Linked DNA regions of Sus scrofa: region 2 is linked to region 1. The links are chromatin contacts, called in public HiChIP or PLAC-seq maps. All regions are on one chromosome and are shown on one strand. Each heading gives the region's core, a stretch centred on a gene start, on an enhancer-like site or on the middle of the called end of the contact. The rest is flanking DNA. Distances are from core to core; before and after follow the strand shown.

Region 1 (4,708 bases), core at 187-2,686:
GTCAGCCGCCTGCCCGCCCTCCCCGGCTCCCGCCCAACTTTGTTCAGCTCCAACTTTGCAACCAAAGTCCAGGGAGCCCGCGCCCAGCGCCGCCGCCCGCTCCTCTCCGCGGCCTGGGCCGGCGCCGCCTCGGCCCTACCTGTAATTGGTGAGCACGCTCTTGTTGACGACCACGATCAGGAAGGAGCTCACGCCGTAAAAGCCGGCTGCCAGCAGCTTCAGGAACACGGTCAGCGTTTCGGCCGACGCCATCCCCAGCTCCTCCTCATGTCTGTGTGTGGAGGATTTCGCGGGGGCTTCTCCTTTAACCCGGGCATGCTGACGTCTATGAACTTCCGCCATGGCTGCGGCGGCGGCGACCGCGGCGGCGGCCTGCGAGGGGAGCGGCGAGCGGCGGGCAGCGGGGCCGAGCGGCTTGGGGGTCTGCGGCGGCAGCTCGCGGGGAACTCGAGGGCCGGCGCCGGTGCACTGAGCCGGCTGCGCTGGTCGCCTCGGCTCCCCGCAAGGCCGCCACCCGTCCCCGCCCAGGGGCAGGGACGCTGGGGTTTACCCGCCCGGGGACTTTGGTCGGGCATTGTGCAACGCTGGGTCAGAGGGTAGGGGCTGCGCCTGGCTCGGCCTGGGCACGGGTTGCAAAGTGCCTGCAGAACGGGCAGTGGCGACCCTGAGTCCAGGATGAAGAGGGAGAAGTAGCCTAGGGGAACCACTCGGGGACACCACGCGACAGTCAGCACCGCACAGTCGCGGAACTTAGCGGCTGCCTTGCGCCTGCGCGCGAGCCCGCGCTGGCTCTCTTAGTGCGGCGGGGTACCTGGAATAGGGAGGCTGGTGGCTAGGGAGCTGAAAGCCGTATTCTTTAGATAACTGCCGCAACACACACACACACACACACACAAATACAGACCCTCCTCCAGTCGGTAGGTAACAGGTGGCTTGGCTTGCCGAGTAGTTATTAGGGTGTGTGCGTCTAGACTCATTTTAAATGTTTTTGATCTCTCTTGCAGAGGGTCCAAGCCCTTAAAAAGAATCAGATGTGGATCAAGTGTAGACACTCAACAAATATTTCATTCTGCGTTGTCCCAGATTTCTTACGGTTTCTGAACCCAGAAAACACCAAACAATGCTGTCTTTGCAGGCCAAGGGAGATTTTTTTTTCCCCTAAAGTAAGGTATTGCCCTATCCAAAGTAGCAAGATAATCAAGTGGTTTGGGGATTGGTGAAAGAGCAAAGTGTTAGAGCTGTGTTCCAATTCTAGGATTCCTAGAAATGACCCCTCACTAGCTGTGTGCTCTTGAGCCAATTAGTTGATCTCTCTGAGCCTGCATCTCCCCATCTCCGGGTATAAAGCTAGTTTTCAGTAGCTTTCAGTGGTAGACATTATCGTATAACAAAAACAAATCATTATTATCAGCTTAAGTAAAATGATCTAATTTTAATATCAAAAAAGAAAAAGAACATCGAATTTATAAAAAAATTTTGTCTATATCTTTTAAATTTTTTTCCATATTGTAAAGTTGTGCTAAAATATTCATAGCAAAATTTACCATCTTAACTTGTTTTTTTGTTATGGTAAAATATGCATAAAGTAAAATTTATGATTTTAACACTTTTTGAGTGTATGATTCAGTGGCATTAAGTACATTCATACTGTTGTGCGTCTCTTTCCAACACCCTTCTCTAGAACTTTCTCATCATCTCAAACTGAGTTTATGTAACCATTGAACAGTAACTCCCCATTCCTCCTTCCCTCCATCCTCTAGTAACCACTATTCTCCTTTCTGTACCTATAAATGTGACTATTCTAGGTACCTCATATAAACGGAATCATACAGTATTTGTCCTTCTGTGTCTAACCTATTTAGCGTAATTTCAAGGTTATTCCACTTGTAGCATGTGTCAGAATTTCCTTCCCTTTCAAGGCTGGATAATAGTCCATTGTAGGTATATCTCTTGATCTGTATCTTTTAAGCTATTCTTGGAACACCTGTGTTCTTTGAATGTTCCTTAGGGGAAACTGGCACACAGGATCAAGTCCTTAACATGGTCCACAAGGGCTGAGGTGAGGCGGCACCTGCCTTCCTCACCTTTTCCTCCCTAAGCTGCAGCTAAATCAAACTACACCCGGTTCCCTGAAGAATAATGTGGGTTCTGGTGTCTTTACTCTCATTATTCCCTCCGTCTGGGATGCTTTTCCTCTCCCTCCCCTTCCCTGTCTGCTGCAGAGCTCTTACTTTTCCTTTCTGCTTCTCCCAACCCATCTTTGTGCATCCCCTTTACAGAGCCTCTGAAATTACATGTTTACATGTTAGTCTCTTCCACGAGACAGGGAGCTCCTTCAGGGCTGGTCGAGACAGGGACATCTAGCAGTTTTTGCTGAATGAATCAATAATGACGTAACGTTTCGACCATGAAGAAAATGGCCAAATTCTTCCTAAACTTATGGCAGTAGAAAAAAAATAACTAGAAAGGTACATTTTGAGAAACCTCACTTACCTTGTAGCAAAAGCAAACAAGCAAAAAAAGACTTGGAGCAGGGAACGGTCTTCCCCTCTTCCTCTCTCATCCTAACTCACTTTTCAGAGAAAGTGACTTCTAACCATTTGGAGGCTCTGCTTAAAGCCACTGTCTGTGCCTAAATGAATACATACACACAAACATATGCATATACATGCATGCATATATTTACAGGCATGCTTTATTTTTTAAACATAAATGGAAAGTACCAGGTAAGAACTGCCTCTGCCACTAGTTTTGGGACCTCGGGCAAATTATATGACATTGTTGTGCTTCAGTCCCTTCATCTGTAAAATGGGGATAAGAATAGCCCCCATCTCATAGGGCAGTGATGAGAATTAAATGAGTTAATAACGGTAAAATGCTTAGAAGATAGTACACACTGTACAAATGTTTCTAATAATAATAATTACTATTATTACCATTATTATTATGCAAACTTTCTCTTTGCACTTAGTATTCCCTGAAGCCCTTTCTATGTCAGCATAGAAACCCTACTTCTCTACTTCACTCTTCTTTTTTTTTTTTTTTTTTTTTTTTTTTTTTTAGGGCTGTACCTGTGGCATATGGAAGTTCCCTGGCTAGGGGTTGAATCAGAGCTACAGCTGCTGGCCTATGCCACAGCCACAGCAACAGAGGATCTGAGCCTCCTCTGCAACCTACACCACAGCTCACGGCAATGCTGGATCCTTAACCCACTGAGCAAGGCCAGGGATCGAACCCGCAACCTCATGGTTCCTAGTCAGATTCGTTAACCACTGAACCACAAGGGGAACTTCCATACCTCACTCTTTATAATGGCTGCAGAGAATTCTGTTAGCTAGATGCATCATAATTCATGCAGTCCTTCCTATGGACATTTACATTGTTACCATTTTTTCAATTTAAATATAACACAGCTTTGAGTATTCTTGTTCATTCAACTTTGTAGAGGTATTTGTAGAAGTGGAATTACATAATTAAAAACTACTTTCGAAAAAATTAAGGAGTTCCTGTTGTGACGCAGTGGACTAGGAACCATGAGGTTGCAGGTTTCATCCCTGGCCTTGCTCAGTGGGTTAAGGATCTGGCGTTGCCATGAACTGTGATGTGGGTCACAGACATGGCTCAGATCCTGAGTTGCTGTGGCTCTGGCGTAGGCTGGCCGCTACAGCTCTGATTCGACCCCTAGCCTGGGAACCTCCATATGCTGTGGGAGCAGCCCTAGAAAAGGCAAAAAGACAAAAAAAAAAAAAAATTAATAGGAGTTCCCCTGTGGTGGTCCAACCAGCATCCATGAGGATGTGAGTCATAGACAAGGATCCCTGGCCTTGCTCAGTGGGTTAAGGATCTGGCGTTGCCATGAGCTATGGTGTAGGTCTCAGACGAGGCTCAGATCCCACATTGCTAGGGCTATGGGGTAGGCTGGCAACTGCATCTCTGATTCGACCCCTAGCCTGGGAACCTCCAAATGCCACAGGGGTGACCCTAAAGAAAAAAGCAAAAAAAAAATGTAATGGAATCAACAAACTGATCTCCAAAGAGGTTGTACCAATTTTACATTACCACTAACACTGTTTGAAAGGGAAACTTTATTTTTTCTTTTTTTTAGGGCCACACCCAAGAGTTTACCAAGATAGGGGTCAAATCAGAGCTGTAGCCACTGGCCTACACCACAGCCACAGCAATGTGGGATCTTTAAACTACTGAGCGAGGCCAGGGATCAAACCTGCGTCCTCATGGATGGCTAGTCAGATTTGTTTCCACTGAGTCTCAACCGGAACTCCTGAAAAGGAAACTTTTTATTAAGGCAGATGGTGATCATAGAAACCACTGAAAGAGGCCAGATAATAGTCCAAGTGCTCCTCTATGGAGTATGAAATACCAGATACAAATTTCTGCACCAAATCAATTGCAGTTACGCAAACTGAAATGAAGATAAATCTCCTAGAAACTGATCTGAAATACTGTTGTTTTTCTCAGTGTGAATATGTAATTTATTAACAAATATTTATTAATATCATAGACAGGCTGAGAACTATTTTGGATTTTCTAAGCTCCACTAATGATTTGTGGCCCTTCAGTAAAATGCTGTTAAGTCTCATGAAGTCACACATTCTCATTAGGTGCCCATAAACTTAAGCTAGGTACCCATACTCTAGTAGGGTTTCTATTATAACTATTTAGACATTTAGGTATTTTAGGCACGCAAACC
Region 2 (4,667 bases), core at 679-3,178, 150 kb before region 1:
CCAGACAAGATGAGCAGTAGCTAATGTTACTGAAGTACATATTCATTCATTTGCTGTCAGCAAGTATTTACTGAGTGTCTTCTTCAATTCTAGGCAATAATGGTGGAAAAAAATCTCTGCCTTCATGGAATACATCATTGCTTGGATGAAGACAGATTAACAAATATATAATATGCCAAACACGAATAAGTTTTATGGAGAAGAATAAAGCAAGTTGAGGAACCTGTGCTGGGAGGAGTATTATTATTTCATGTAAGGTACTTAGGGAAGGACTCTTTGATGAGGTGACACCTGAAGGAAATGAGTCATGAGATTACAAGGGGGTATAATATTCTAAAGAACAGCAAATGCACATCTTGAGGTAGGGAAATGTGCCTGTACCATTGTGGAACCATCTGAGTGTATTTAGTCAGCCAAGGTGAAGAGTCCAAGGTGAGGTCCTGTAGGGCCCTGCAAGGATGTGGGCTTTCACTCTGAATGAAATGGGAAAAACTGGATGCTTTCCAGAAAAGCCACAGTGATTTACATGTTGAGGGTGACTGTTAGAGGGGGAATAAGTTCAGGTTTAGATACGAATTTTGAGATGCCTATTAACTCCTAAGTGCAGATGTTTGTCTGTTTTCGTGGAAAAGCCTACAGATAAACTTGTAAAGCATCAGTATACAGGTAATTCTGAAAGGCAAAAAACAATAGTGCGGAAAAGAGGTTTAAACACTGATCCCAGCAACACTCCCACATTTAGGTATGGACGAGATGAGGTACCAGCAGAGTATTTTGAAAAGAGGTAGACATAAACCAAGGGGACAATTAAGGAGGGGTGGTGTTCCAGAAACCCAATTATGTGATTCGAAACTCAAGAAGTGATAAACTAGATGAAAACTGCTAATGAATGTGTTAGAAAAGAAACTGAGAAATGTCCAGTTGGATAGCTGGAGAGCTATTGCTTACCTTCACAAAAGCTATTTGTGTGTGTGTGAGAGAGAGAAGTGGTAGGATGGACAAAGACCTGAGTACCATATTCAAGAGAGAACGCAAGGTTCTCTTCCAAGTTCATTCAACAAGTTCTGCTAAAGAAAGACAGCTGGAAGAGACTGGAGAGCAGAGTCACAGAAGGCTTGAAAAGAGAGAACAAAAGTGGTCTGGAAGCATGGAAGGGCCGAGGAATTAGGAAACTTTAGTGGGGCTGCTAGACTAAGGGACCATATAAGTTTAAATGTGAGACAAATCGCCAGAGCTGTCTGCTTTTCTCCAGCCTCTCATCCACTGCTGCAGAACAACAGAACGTTGTGAGCTGGAATGAGTTTTAAGGGAGGATGGTATGAGGAGGAGGCAGGAAAAAACCTCGACTACAGCGCATAGCAATGTACAGTCTGATGAGTCATAGAAGTTGAGAGGATTGAACATCTCGGCACAATTTGAAGGCAAAAGGCTTGAGACTGCAGACCGAAAACAAAACAAAAAAACAGGAGTACTAGGACGAAAGGTAGTTCTAAACAAACTAGGTTCTTTTCTAAGAGAGCAAGCACAGCAGTAGAGGTTTAGAAAAGGATGTATTAGGTCAAGGAAGGAAACACTGCCGCCTAGGAGCTTCCAAGACTGCTGATTGAACACAGATGCAGTAAAAGGCTCTGAAAGGGCTCTCTCCGGGATCAGGCGGGATGGACTAAAGTTTCAGCGCCGGAACTTACACCCCGAGATTCTGCTGCTTGCGGCTGTTTACCGGAGAGATGGGCATGGCGGCGACCGGATGGGAGTGGTCGACCACCCCCTTCCTTGGCTGCTTCTGGAGACCCAGTATCCCAACCCTCGGCGTTAGCGGCTCCAGCTGAGGCACGGGAATGTTTGCCGGGCGTCATGGAGACAGTGGAGCCCTGGCTCAACAAGCGGCCGCGCGGTTGGCTGGCGGCTAGAGGCCCAGGAGGAGGGCGGAGGCGAAGGGGAGGGCAGAGGGTTGGCGGAGCAAGAGGAAGCTCCGGCCGACGACTAGAAGAAGGAGGCGGGCGGCCCGGGCCCCAGGCCCCTCCCAGGCTCTGAGTCTCCCCGGCTGCAGGCGGATGGATGGGGCTTCTTCAGGCGGTGGCGGCAGCAGCGAAGGTGGCGGTGGCAGCAGCGGCAGCGGCTGTAAGTGCAGCCTCCATAAACCATCTATCCTCTCCTAGTCCTATTTGGGATGAAGGGCTCTCCAAGTGTCCCCGGTACCCTTTTTCTCCTTCCCCTCCCCCACCGCACTGTATCGCCCGGAAGATCCTTAACTTCCGGGGAGGGGCTGAGAGATCAAGCCCTTCTTGCTCCCCCTCCCGAAGTGGCGCCGGCCACCCAGGGCGCATGCGCAGCGCCTCTCCGCCGCCCACCCCTTCCCAGCCGGGTCTTTTGCTTTGGCGGTGGTGGCTGCAGCGCCGGTCTTCCCCAGCATCCGCGGCGCGCTGGGAATCCGCTGCGGAGTGAGTTCGCCTCGCCCTGTCGGCTTCCGCCCCTTTCTTCAGTCTGATCCCGAACCTGGTCGGGGTGGGGCCAAGCTGATGGTGCCCGTGGCTCCGCCTCTTTGCCTCTGTATCACGGATTCGATCCCACTGCAGCCCTTGGGCGAACCGGCCCTTTTCAGAGGGAGTGAGGGAGGGAAGAGAGGCTCGAAGAAGGCGTTATTGTAAGGGAGTGAGGTCCTCGCAGCCCCACCCTGGAGACAGATGCCTCCCCCGCCTTTGAATGGCCTTGTTCTTTCAGCTTTTGGTGGAAAGATCTCTGGCCTGGAGCCCATCGCTAGTCTTCGCTATGTGACCTTGGGCGAGTCATTATCCACCTCTGGGCCCCATTTATCCCCAAAGCTTCCTCCAACGCTAAAACTCTTAATTTTGCAGAAAAGCTTATGCAATTACAAGACTGGCCCCTCCACTGAGGCCGCTTAGCTGAGACCACCCGGAGTTGAGTGAACCTTTCTTCAGTCATGGGTGGAATAAGGCGACCTATTTTTGGGGTCGCTTTTATTTCATTACCATCAGTTACAGACTGCATGACCCAAGGCTCATTAATGTTTTTCTAAAATTGTCGTGGGATTCCTGTCCCAATTCTTGACCGTGTTTTAAAAAATTAGAGACAGGGTGAATGGGGAGCTTGTGGTATCATCGTCTTTGGTCTCCTTACTACTGAGGCTCTCTTTCCTTTGATCCAGATGGTGTGGTGGCTCGATTCTCCCAGTGCCTGGCTGAGTTTCGGACGTGGTTAAGAACCAACTGGTTGAGGTTCAATGCAGACAAGACGGATGTGATGCTGGTAGGCAGGGGCACGCTTGGAGATTAAGGGAGGGAAAGTCCAAACTCCCTCAAGTAATATAAATGTTATATTACTCTTCTAGTGTATGAGAACGACTGATGGGCTAATAATTTCCAGAGTTTGGATGAGATAAAAATAACATGTCAAAAATATTAAAACTATTGAAATATCAGTTTGTGGTAATCTGATAAAGTGGAACCACTGGATACAATTCTTTATGTAAAAATTACGAAAAGAAAAACCAGAACTGTTCTTTGAAGAATCAAAAGGCTATATATATGTGTGTGTATTTGGAGTGGCATTAATAAAAATCAAACTAACAAAAAGATGATGCTGATTGTTGCATAGATGTGGGGCTTACAAATGTAATGCATTAATTACTACTTTGTAACCTACATTCTGCTTGCTAAAGTAAAGGTAAAATTCTCAATTTATCTAAAATCTCAGTTTAAAAATAGGTGACATCAACATTTAGGTATTCTCAACCAAATTCATAGTTATCCATAAATTTTTACCTGCACATCATGTGTAGGCTGTCACTTTTAAATAAAAATTTTAGGAAATAGTTTACAAAGTAATCTCAAAAGGGACTCGTGGACTCTGAAAATTGTTAGATACAGAATTTGATTTTAGAATTGTGAATGTGCTGTATTAATCTGTTTCATTTAAACAGTCTCAGAGTCTAAATTGTTACAGGTATTTTCTTGGTGCATTTTGAGAGGTACCTTTCTGAATTGCATAACGTGTTTTTATAGTATTGGTATACATTACTTATCTTTGAATCAAATATTGGTACCAAATTAAAGGTTATATTTCTTAGATGTATGTAAATTGCCAGGTTTAATTATTGGCTAGTTTGAGGTGCTGGTTGAAGTAAAATTGAGGCTTAACATGCTTTTGTTAATAGCAAAATAATAACTTTGAGGGGTTCGTGTATGTGTGCATGTGTGTGTGTATGTATGTGTATTGGAGCCTCTATAAAATTGTTTAATAATTTTTTAATGGAGTATGCAGTAAATTGCTTAAAAATAATTTCCCAAAATAACAGCAGTTTTGAGTAGCTTAATGTGGTAAAAGTTGATGTTAGCTTGCCGGAAAATAAGGAAGCCTTTAGGTGGAGAATGGGAGCTAAAGAGGCATTTATTCAGGCTTTGTATAGTGATTTTTTTGTTTTAAGGCATTAGCCACAAACCTCACATATAATTGGAATTAACAACACCTTTTAGCCTAACTGTAAATGTTTTACTACACAATTCTAACAGAACTACCATTTTGGATATCACAATAATAAAGACTATAAACTAATAATTTTAAATACCTAATCGGTAATGGTGAATTTTCTCATACTGTCAACTCTATAACGTCCCATTTTCAGTTCACCTAGTATCAATAGGATTTAC

What was found. HiChIP or PLAC-seq counts read pairs in DNA pulled down with a chosen protein or histone mark.
Region 2: a contact with region 1 is called in an H3K27ac HiChIP or PLAC-seq map of skeletal muscle. The contact joins the promoter of MIER1 here to the promoter of SLC35D1 in region 1. A contact is called at or near these places in 1 of 5 promoter capture datasets (liver), 2 of 47 Hi-C or Micro-C datasets (heart right ventricle and skeletal muscle) and 2 of 2 datasets of contacts at active chromatin or transcription factors (alveolar macrophages and skeletal muscle).

The regions. Positions count from the first base shown.
Region 1 is chr6:145,529,328-145,534,035 of Sscrofa11.1, reverse strand. SLC35D1 (UDP-N-acetylglucosamine/UDP-glucose/GDP-mannose transporter) reads right to left here and starts at 1,436. Exons shown (of 11, transcript XM_003127939.6): 1 at 140-1,436. The coding sequence starts at 342.
Region 2 is chr6:145,677,324-145,681,990 of Sscrofa11.1, reverse strand. MIER1 (mesoderm induction early response protein 1) reads left to right here and starts at 1,928. Exons shown (of 14, transcript XM_021096499.1): 1 at 1,928-2,121; 2 at 3,167-3,267. The coding sequence starts at 2,055. WDR78 (WD repeat-containing protein 78) reads right to left here and starts at 1,856. Exons shown (of 19, transcript XM_021096495.1): 1 at 1,802-1,856; 2 at 1,752-1,799; 3 at 1,689-1,749. The coding sequence starts at 1,856.